Linked DNA regions of Gossypium arboreum: region 2 is linked to region 1. A link is a contact called in public Hi-C data. All regions are on one chromosome and are shown on one strand. The core of a region is the stretch at or near the end of the contact, and the rest is flanking DNA. Distances in the headings are between cores, read along the strand shown. Region 1 has its middle 8.3 kb from the start of LOC108464971. Region 2 has its middle 3.2 kb from the start of LOC128294151.

Region 1 (5,936 bases), core at 1,273-3,772:
AACTAAATGAATAAATATTTTATCATTTAATGAATAAGGTTTCATTCCCTCTAACCTCTAACCAAATATCGTGTAAGTGTACTTGTAACGCAAAACCCTTGATTGATATGCTGTTGTCCTGAAGGAACTGGACAATGCAAGATAGGTTGAAATCGATGCCACGTAATAGGAATTTGATTCTCTTCTTTTTCTTCTATATTTTTAACTAAAATATATGAAAATTTGATATTTAATTTTCTTGCTTTTATAATGTATTAATTAGTTTAAATTATTAACACGTTCAAATTATTTTTGTTAAGGTAATGTAATGGGTTTTTTTTCAAAAATAAAAGTACTCTAAGAATTTGATTGCCATATAATTTTACTTTTTTACATTAAGTTGTTCGATTAAATTTAAAAAAATTAGCACTATATTGCTCAATATTCAACGGTACTGTTAAAATCTTGAATTAATTATACGAGAATTAAATTATAAAGACCAAAGTTAAAATTTGACCAGAGTTTACATATTATTGTGATAAAATAATATTCTCACTATATATGTAGTGAATTACTGGAAGGACTCAATTATACATAAACTAGGAAACAAATATTTTGATTATATAACTTCACTTTGCTCAAGATATATATAATTCAAACAGATAGTTTCACTCCATTAGCCATATAGGCAGACATTCTATTCCATGTCCTTGAATTTCCAAACATATATAACTGGATTAGCATTGAAAAATAAAAAAGCTTGGATAAGAAGCCAATCAGGTTCCATATGCTAAAATACAATAATTTGATACACTGTCACTGCCACCTATTGTATTTCCCCTCTATTCAAGTTGGTCTCAAACATAGCAGTCTTTTAAGTCCATAAATCATTGATTTTATTGTGAAATAAAAAAAAGGTGGAAGTAAGATATATAGTCAGATGCCATGTATAAACTCCACTATGGACCAAGGTCCACAACAATATAGCCAATGAAGAAGTAATAATAGTGTTTGTTCACAATGATTTGGGGTTTGAAGTTTCCACAATGGCTATTGATAATGGCTCATCTTTCAGGTTTTATGGGGCCAGCTTTATTCTGTTTGATTTTTATGAGAAAAAAGCATATTCCCAGAATTGGAATCCCTTTCTTTCTTGATTTGATACCAACCCCATCATCTTCTTTTCTTTGCAGTCAAGTCATTAATTGCCAACTTGTTATTGTTCGAACCTGCAAAAAATTTCTAGTGCTGGATGAATTGGACCCGTCTCTTGTGTTGTACGAATGATAATTCTTGAATTCTATGGCAATTAACTGTAATTTTGAAGTTCTATCTGTTGTGTTTAGTAAGGATAGTTTGCAATCAACTTCACGGTTTTGTTCTTTCGAAAAACACGTCTTTAGCTATATAAAATTATAAGTACGTCCAATTATTGACTAGTCAACGTGGGGTCGTTTTCCTTCCTCAACATGTTATTCAAAATTAGTAATCAATCCATAAGTTTGTTGCTTCAAATTGGGGTTTCATTAACAAGATCATAAATAGGAGAGCATTGTTGTTGGGAAAATAAACTTCGTTTAGAAAAGCTTGATTGAAAACGAAGTATGTTTGAAAAAAATGTGGTTTACCGATTTATAAGCGTTTGTCCATTACTTTGAAATGTGGGATCAAAAATTGAAATGTAAAACAAGTACATATTTAAAATAATAAATAACATTAAAAATATAAGGATAATTAAGTTGTTTTATCTAAATTCAAACTTCCAAATGCTAAAAAACAAGAGGCAAAATCAAAAAAATTTTCTATAAATAAATGATTGATCATAAAATATGTTTCATTTCCCTAAACAAAAATTAAATTTCCAATCATATGATTAAAAGATGATGTAAGCAACTAATACTCTGGTTAACTATGATTTTAATGTTTTTATTGGGTTAGCATTACTTTTTCTGTGAAGAAACAGCTTTTGATCTCAAAAACCATGTTGGACCGTAATGCTAAACGGAGCCTATTGGAAGCTTTGTTGGCAATGGATATATATTTTCAGGTTTTTCATTTTACTGAGGTAACTGAACAGGTCCTAAAGTAGGCAGATTTTCACTCCACCATCACACTCATTCCATTAAAAAGCAGGCTGAACTTTACCCATTTCCATTTGATTAACAAATGCCACAAGTTCCTGTATTCTTTAAAATTTAGAATTTAGTTACTGTATTTTTTATTTTTATGAATTTAGTCCTTATAAATTTTAGATTTTAAAATTTAGGTTTAATTGTTAATAATGTTAAATTTTTTGGTGTGATATTTTGAAATTAAAAATATATATATTGTAATTTTCCAGTCAATTTTTTTTGGTGAAGTGATAGGAATTTCCCTTGTGAACAACATACTTGAAAGGCCTATTGCTTAGAATTCACATATGATTAAAAAAAAGAAGAAGAAATGTGCATTTACAAGATAGATGTTGATGTATCTATGTTAAACTGAGAGCTGGCAATTGATGGTGCAGTTTGGCATTTACATCATCAACTTGTTGCAGCATTTTTGGCCTATACCCTTCTTATCCTAATACCCAGGAAAAGAGATATATACATAATTGTCCATGTCTAAAGGACAAAACAGGCAAGAAAGATCACAAAACCTGTTGTTTGTTTCTTCACAAGACAAGTTGTGTGAAGTGATGGGTGATTTTGGAGGTTGCAATTTTCAAACAACACACAGTTATTAATTTAAGATCACTCACTGAATCCAATATTTTTCATGCATTTGAGGCAAATATGAGATTCTTATTTTATAGCTTATTTTCACCAAACATCCTCAAGCATCACTTGAAATTTAAATTCATCCCTAAATTTTAATGCATTCTAATTGACCCCTCAAAATATTAGTATTATATCAATCAAGTCTTCTCTTTAGTTTAGTTGTCAATTTAGGCATTTATGTGAATTTTAATATGATTTAAAGTATATTTGAAACGTATGGATCAAACTCCAAACATGTGTATATCTAATACATGAATAGCTTACATCAAAATTGTTCAAAAACAAAAGTGAGAATAATTTTTTTTAATTAGACCTAAGCTATCTATGCAGTTTTTATATATTTGTTTACAATTTGATTCATGTATTTTAAATATACTCCATGTTATATTTAAATTAATACTTAATACTCAAACTAATGACTAAATTGATAAATTGATTTAATTGTTACACTATTAATACTTAGAAAAGTTGAAATAAAACATCCAAAAACTAATTTAAATGGGGATGATAGTTATACTACCATTAACCTTGAAGTCAATTAAACCTTTGTCTTTGAATGGCTCTTTTGGTTATAATGGACTGAGTTTAGAGCATAATTGCAATCAATAAAATAATACGACTTTCCCAAACCTTGGAATGATTATTTAGCTCAAATTTTGTTTCTTGTTGGTTTAAAGTTGATTGACTTTTCACAAACTTTTGGGTTAGTTGTATAGGATTGAGTTTCAACAAATGATTAAGAATTAGAACCCAAACTCCAAGGTAGAAAATTTTCATCATTCTTCTAACTAAGCCCTAAACTTTTATAAGTGAATTAATCGGTTCTCACCTTGTTACCTTAATCATTCACTAATTTACTATACTTATCAACCACCCCCTATTCACACCAAGTAATGATGGCACTGAGGTGGTAGCTAAGGCCTAAGTTGGGTTCGTTAATCCAATTTAAATTAAATAATATCAATATCTTTTATTTAAATGTAAAATATGTAAATATTAATATAAAAATAATTTATAACATTTTATAATAAATGAAGGCCTATATTTTCCTAAAAGTGTTGAGAGTGGGTATTTGTTACGAAGTGTCTCATTCCTTAGAGTTATTATTCTTGAGATGCCTATACTCGATTTTAGTTTCGGGGTTTTATCTCTTTACTCCGGATAGAGCTCAAAGGGGTTCATGGAGCTTTTACAATAACGCCTAGGTTTACTAAGGAAATGTTTTATCATTTTAGCCTTGGTGGGGTTCAAACGCTTTTCTTTAAAGGGTCTATTGGAACCCACCCATTGTTTGAAAAGTCAAAAAGGGTGGGCACCGAAAGTAGAAAGTAAGATTGGTTGGCAAGTTGGGTTAAAAGTTAGCATTGGATAATTGCAATTTTGGTCCCTAATTGTATAGGGACATTGCAAGTTGATCCTTAAAACTCAACTATAAATAGGCCTAACCATTTCTTACTTTCTACATCCCATAATTGCCATTCTCTACTTAAGGCATTATTCTCTCTCCCTATTTGTAAATTTCACTTGTAATTTTTGGAGTGAAATATATTTGGTAGTACCCGAAGACGTAGGCAAAATTTGCTGAACCTCGTTAAAATTCTGGTGTTCTTTATTATTTATTTTGCATATTTTGTGAATGTGATTGTAGTAATTTATTGTGCTATTAAATTACGATAGAGGGACATTCTGGCTAGGAAAGACTTGGTATTTAAATGATCTTCGTGATCTACCTCTCTTTCCTGGGAATTGAACTTAGTGTGATTTTTCAGTACAATATTTTTACTCTTTCACACGCTTCCGCACAACAATTGGTATCAGAGCCAGGTTCGTACTTGGGGAATATGACCGTTTACGATACTATTCACGTATACGATACTATTCACGTATATGGTACTATTTACGTATACGACACTATTCACGTATACAGTACTATTCACATATACAGTAGTTGGGATTGAGGAGAAAAATGGCAGCAGTATCGTCATCAGCAAAGACTATTGTGACAAATGCAAAATTTGAAGTAGAGAAATTTGACGGTACCAATAATTTTGGTATGTGGCAATGTGAGATCCTGGATGTCTTATGTCAGTAAGAGCTAGATATAGCCCTTGAAGAAAAACTTGACAAGATGGATGACAAGGAGTGGGCCAAGATCAATAGACAGGCGTGTGGTACAATCCGCCTATGTTTAGCCAAAGAGCAGAAGTACTCTGTCATGAGGGAGACATCAGCGAAGAAGTTATGGGATACACTGGAAGAAAAGTTTCTAACGAAAAGTCTTAAAAATAGGTTTTATATGAAAAAGAAATTTTATCGATTCACGTATGCACTCGGTATGTCGATGAATGACCATGTGAACTCATTCAATAAAATTTTAGCAGACTTGCTAATTTTGGATGAGAAATTTAAAGATGAAGACAAGGCATTATTGTTGTTGAATTCCCTTCCTCATGAATATGATCATCTTACCACCACATTGCTTAATGGGAAGGACACGATCACATTTGATGCAGTTTTCAGTGCGTTGTATAGATCTGAGACTCGAAAGAAAGATAAAAGAGATCACAGAGATACAACCACAGAAGTCTTAACAGTAAGAGGTCGTTCACACAGTAGCAAATCTGGTAGAAGGGGAAAGTCCAAAGGGAGACCCGCCAAAGATGAATATGCCTTTTACCGTGAAAAAGGGCATTGGAAAAAGAATTGTCCTAAGCTACAAAAGGGCAAGGCTATTTCCAATGCATGTGTATGAGCATGATGAGGTCAGACTTTAGCTTGGTTGGCATGGCAATGGCATGTCAAACGGATGAGTGGATTTTGGATTCAGGATGTACTTACCATATGTGTCCTAATAAGGACTGGTTTTATAGTCTTAAAGAGCTAGAAGGTGGAATTGTTCTTATGGGCAATGATAGTGCTTGTAAGACAATGGGAATGGGTACAGTCCAATTGAAGAATCACGACGGCTCAATTTAAGTCTTGATAGATGTTTGCTACGTACCTAGCCTGAAGAAAAATCTCATCTCATTAGGGGCCCTAGAATCTAAAGGGCTCACAATCACTTTGAGATATGGATTACTAAAAGTAGTAGCTGGGCAATTGACGGTGATGAAAGGCACAAAAAGAAATAAGTTGTACTTTTTAAATGGAAGTACAGTTATTGGATCAACATCAACAGTTTCTACAAAAGATGTA
Region 2 (5,648 bases), core at 2,115-4,614, 300 kb before region 1:
GTACAATTAGGGCTCACTAATACTAGGTACATTGTATCGCGAGCTTTTTCGAATGAAAAAGCGTCATGCCGTAAACATAAGCGGGTGTTTGGTATTATTGCAGTCCTGGGCGCTTTATAGGATGCCATTCTTGGCATCAGTTACTCACCAAACATATGTCTTCCAACTCATGAATAGGTGATAAAATTTAACCATTATAACAAGAATTTTGACTTTTTTTACGAAAATTTGTTCTAACAAGTTTACTTTTTTCATAGATGGAGTTCTTCTTCGAGTATAGGGAGATCATAGACGCTTCCGATTTACCGCCAGATGATTGAAACACACGTCGAGGAAGGGGTAATTTTTACTAATATTCATTACATTTAATTACTTTAGTTATGTTATTTGACTCGTGCTACTATAATGATGTTATTAATTGTGCAGTTCATCTGGATGTCATATTACTTCCCAGACATTACGACTATTATTCCCCCATCTGCTCACATCCACTCACACTTGTGGTGCATTAACATACCCCTGCTGAATTTCTCAACAATCGAGTGGCTTTAACTCGTACACTGCATATGTATTCTGAAAAGACAAGTTACATTTTCAAATTAATTTGTGGAAGTATTAAAAACATTTAAAACATATTTTGAAACTAAATTTTACTCATTTTCACAACTAGTTTCTGCCAATCTGCATTCTTATAGTGTAATAGCCCGTTTTCAGTAAAATCAAAACAGTGGTTTCAGGACCACAAATCTGAGTTAGAAAGAAAATTTATTTTAATATTATTGCATGGTCTATATTATGGTAGGAAAGACGTATGAAAATTTCGATAAGAAAATTTTACCGATTTCATGTTTAATTATAGAAAGGACCAAATTGAATAAAATGCAAAAGTTGAGTTCTATTAGCTATAAGTATTAAATAGCTATAGAATTCAAAACTTGAAGTCCTTATATGGTAATTAGACCATTAAGAAAATTTAGTAATTACTTTTTATGATTCAACCATGGAAAATTAGAAAAGAAAAGGAATAAATTGAAATTGAAATAAATAAAAGATGATAAATAAAATAAATATCTAATATCATCAAATTATATCATCTTCTTCCCCAAATTCTATGGAAACCCTAGGAAAGAGAAAGAAAATCAAGCAAGCCTAATTGGATCCGGAAAGATCAAATAAAGAGTTAGATCGAGGAAAAGAAAAAATATCAGATTAGTAGATCTCTGTATACGAGCAAGTGACGAGGTAAGTTCGTGTAACTAAATTTGTACATTTATATGCTTAAATTGAATGTCGTGTATGACAATTATGTAGTTATCATGCATATGAAAATTGAATACATATCTGATAATGCCCAATAAATGATAAGTCCTGTTTGAATAAATGAAGTTCGATGGATAAATACATACGGAAAATTGATTATATATCTACAATACTAAATCTATAAAAAATTAAATTTCTCAATATTTTATTTTTAAAAAAATATATTGTAAGAAAAATAAAATTGGTATATACTAACCTTACAAATTCTTCAATATTTTCTCTTCTACTACAACAAAAAATTTTCCTCTTCTTTTCTTATCTTCAAAATCGTTCAAGAAAACACTGCTTAAATAAGGCTTTTTCACTGGGTGCCACCAGTCAAGGACCCTCCACTAGGTTCCGCCTTTAAAATATCCTCACTCGTGTAACCCGTATTTTTACCCAGTTTCACCTGTGTATGGACACAAAATACAAGTGTCGTCTATCCTACTCCGTCCACCATTTAAATACATTTTTTTAAATACAAATCATATGCTAATGATGGTTCCATGTTTGCACTAGAAAAAATTGTTGGTGCCGCCACCCTATTAAAAACATACCATTTTGATAAATAATGGTATTAACATACCATTTAGGTATGTAAATATTAATTTTGTATTATATACATAAAGAAACCTTTTTTCTATTTTTTTTAAAGTTTAAAATATTGTTTTATTCACGTGTTTAAAGAACTTTGATAATTAAGCAGGATTATAATAAATTAACAGAGGCCTACTGATTAGGAAGCATGTGGGTCCCAATAATTCCAATCAATGATAAAGAAAAGACTTGAAAAAGATCTGACAGTTGACAATGCTTAACTTTTTTTTTTTTATGACTCCTAAACTACATATAACCTCCACAAATTCTAAAATTTTAAATTAGAGTATATTACACGTATATTACAACAATAATATCAATTGAATTATAAGATTACTCTTGATCTTTCTGAACGATTGACAATCCTGTTCCAAATATGTAAAATAAGATGTTATCAAGATAGGCAATATATGGAACATTTTTTTCTATTAGAATTGGAATTGGTATAAATAGGTATATGCATGTTGTGATTGTATCGTTTCAGATTTATTAACATTTTAAAAATATATATTTATAGATTTCAAATGAATGAGAATAAAATATTCATTACTAAATTTCACAAACAAAAATCAATCATTTAACAATTTAAAAAAATATTAAACAATAAAATTATTCACAATAAAATCATCCTATATGAAGTGAAGCTTTTAGAAATTTTGCATTTCTTTTCTTTTCTTCCCTGATATACAAGTTGTTTACTTATTTTTATGTTGTTTAAAAGTTAAAGTCAGTAAACTTTAATGGTTAAAATTAAAGCATTTATTATTTATTAATATAAATGATAAATATATTTTATATTATTTTAATATTATTTATACATAAGTTGATACACAATATTTCGATCTGTGTGATCATAATTAGATAGAATAATAAACTAATAAAATTGATACAAACTAAAATTTTCACTACAGTGAAAAAGAGAATTGATTGTTTCTATTTTCCATTAAAACAATGTACACCAAATGATATAGTCAAAACTGATGCATAACCAACTATATTGATAGTTTAGGTTGTCATTATTTTTGTTCTCAAAATTACTGTTAATTATTTTGCTCAAACAAAAATTAAAATTTCATCCGTATATTTGTTTCAAATTAGAATTCATGCATTGTGTTATATATTAAATTAAAATTTCATTTTCAAGGAGTGTTAAAAATTTATTTGTAAGTTATAATAATTTCAATAAATTAATTATTATAAAAACTTAGATTGAATAATTAACTCAAAAGTAATTAAAATAAATTCAAACATAACATAAAATTCAAAGTCCAAAACCTTAGTATTAAAGCAAAGCATTTTTGTTAGTATAGTAGATTTAGAGGAGGAGATTTAAAGAATTTAGAAAATTGGGCCTAGCCCTTAATCTGGGCCTAAGCCAATGGGCTTAACCCCTTATACAAACAGTTTCTTCCAGGCCTCTCAAGTCTTCTGCTTCTGAACTAACTCATGTAGACCTCATCATGATCCAATTCGATTGGATTCCATCAGCTCGAATTTCATTTCATTTATAAATACTGGAATCCGTTGAATACCTCAGCTTTCGACTCCAACTTGTCCTTGTTCATCCAACCCTTACATGGTTAAAATGTTTCTTAATGTTTTATTTATATTGTTATAATATTTTCTAAATTTAAGATTTTGTAATCAAGTATATAAAAAATGTATTTATAAAAGTAAAATATATGTAGAAAATCTTATAAAATTAAGAGATTAAAAGTTAAAAATATGTAAAATAGTAACATTAGAAGAGAGATATTTTAGTAAATATATTGGAGTGAATTCTGTAAATTTGCTGGCTTCACCTTTGAAAATTTTAGTGAAATTTTTAGTTCCGTTTGATTTTAGGGAATAAAGGCTGTTTTCTTTTTCTTGAAAAATAGAAAACATTGAAAAATTTATTTATTTGAAAATTTTAAAAATAAATTTTGGGAAATGAAAATGGAACTATTTGATAATTTTAATCTTTATTTTATGTAAAACTGAAAAGTTTAAATGAATTGACTCTAGTTTTAAACCCATATAAACATTAAAAAAAATTCAATAGTATTAACTATCAAACTTGTTACCTTGGCTCAAATTCATATAAGTGCGGGATTATTTTATTTTATTTCTCAATTTCTATTATAGGAAAATAAGTACTAAACAAGTTTTTTATTTTTTAAAAAAAAGAAAATAAAATTATTTTTAAAATAAAATAAAAAGGAATTTTTATTTTCATGTTTTAAAAATGGTTTTCATTTTATTTTTTTAAAATTTGAAAAATACATTTGATAACAGAAAAAATTTGTTTTCAATAATGGAAATATAAAATACATTTTGCATATGTTTTCCATTATAGAAATATGATAAATAAATTAAAATTTTCCTAGATTTATATGGATTTGAACTAGGTAAAAGATAATATTTTAAAATTATTGAAAACAAAAATATTTTTGCATTTATATGTTTTTGAACCAGTGCCAATTCATTAATTAAATTTAAAGTTAAAAATTTTATTTTTGTTATGAATGCTATTAAGTGAATGTTCATTATAATCAACTTTTCACCTTTCATATTCCTTAACTCTTCACATTTCATTTCCTTATAACCTCTTTCCTATTTATGTATTAGAAAAATGAGGAGTCTAATCTCTCCTTATATATATATATATATATATATATATATATATATGAATATACTAGTTGTGATGATGATGATGAATAATAGAATGCAATAGAAATCCCCCTATTATCATATATATCTTTTTATATATTATTCTTGTTTTATAATATGTTATCAGCACACACGCTTAAATTAATCCAAGAGTCTTGCAATCTTCGTTAGTTTGGATCAAGGTATGTTTGCATCGTTAAAAGTTCCACTAACCCCGTAATTTGTTAAAACTTCTAACATAGCCAAATTAGTTGTAATTTATTTTGTGACTAAGTTGTTGTAATTGCTGGAGTATTGTTATGTTATGCTTGAAAGTTTGTTAAGAGACTACTTATGTTTATATTAAATTTGCATTGTAGTTGTATCATCAGTGTTGAACCTTACAAAACTTGAATTTGTGGCTTTTGATATTATTGGAAAGAACTATTTATCTTGAATGTTAGATGCTAAAATACACTTAGATGCAAAAGGTTTTGGTGAAACTATTAAGTTAATATAAGGTCAAAGCCATGATATTTCTTTTCCATCACCTCCATGGGGGACTAAAGACTGAATATTTGACTGTTAAATATCTATTTGTCCTTTGGAATAGCCAAAAAATCGTAATACTTTCTAAAGCTTGCGATGATTGGTTGCATTTGAGATTATAAGATTTTAAATTTGTGTGTGAATATAACTCAACTAAGTTTAGAATCACTTCCTAATTGAAATTATGTGGAGAGAAAATAGCTGATAAGGATATGTTAGAAAAATAATTCTTAACATTTTACGCAAATAATGTCGTCCTGCAGACAAAATATTGTGAAAAATGTTTTAATAAATATTTTTAAGTTAATATCTTGTCTTCTTGTGGCTGAACAAAATAATGAATTGTTAATGAAAAATCATGAGTCACGTCTAACTGGCTCTACTCCATTCCCTAAAGTGAATGTGACATCATATAATGGAAAGGATAAAGGTCACGCTAGTAGTCGTGGTTGAGGACATAAGTGCAATCGTAGTCATGGTTGAGGACATAAGTGCAATCGTAGTCGTGGTTGTGGTCGCGGTCAAGGACGTGGATGAGGTGGTCATTTCAGGAATACCTATCAAAAGTG

Evidence for each region. A called contact is a pair of places that touch in the nucleus more often than the background predicts.
Region 2: a Hi-C map of leaf shows a contact between it and region 1, with 2.0 times the contacts expected there. The contact joins two enhancer-like sites. A contact is called at or near these places in 2 of 5 Hi-C or Micro-C datasets (both in leaf).

The regions. Positions count from the first base shown.
Region 1 is chr6:113,851,432-113,857,367 of ASM2569848v2, reverse strand. No RefSeq gene overlaps it. Among protein-coding and RNA genes, the nearest start is that of LOC108464971, 8.3 kb to the right of the region's middle. Within about 2 kb of position 2,522, at least 1 of the 2 cell types and tissues checked has an H3K27ac peak or open chromatin away from gene starts, as enhancers often do. A contact at or near this core is called in leaf, where this site is marked.
Region 2 is chr6:114,148,202-114,153,849 of ASM2569848v2, reverse strand. No RefSeq gene overlaps it. Among protein-coding and RNA genes, the nearest start is that of LOC128294151, 3.2 kb to the left of the region's middle. Within about 2 kb of position 3,364, at least 1 of the 2 cell types and tissues checked has an H3K27ac peak or open chromatin away from gene starts, as enhancers often do. A contact at or near this core is called in leaf, where this site is marked.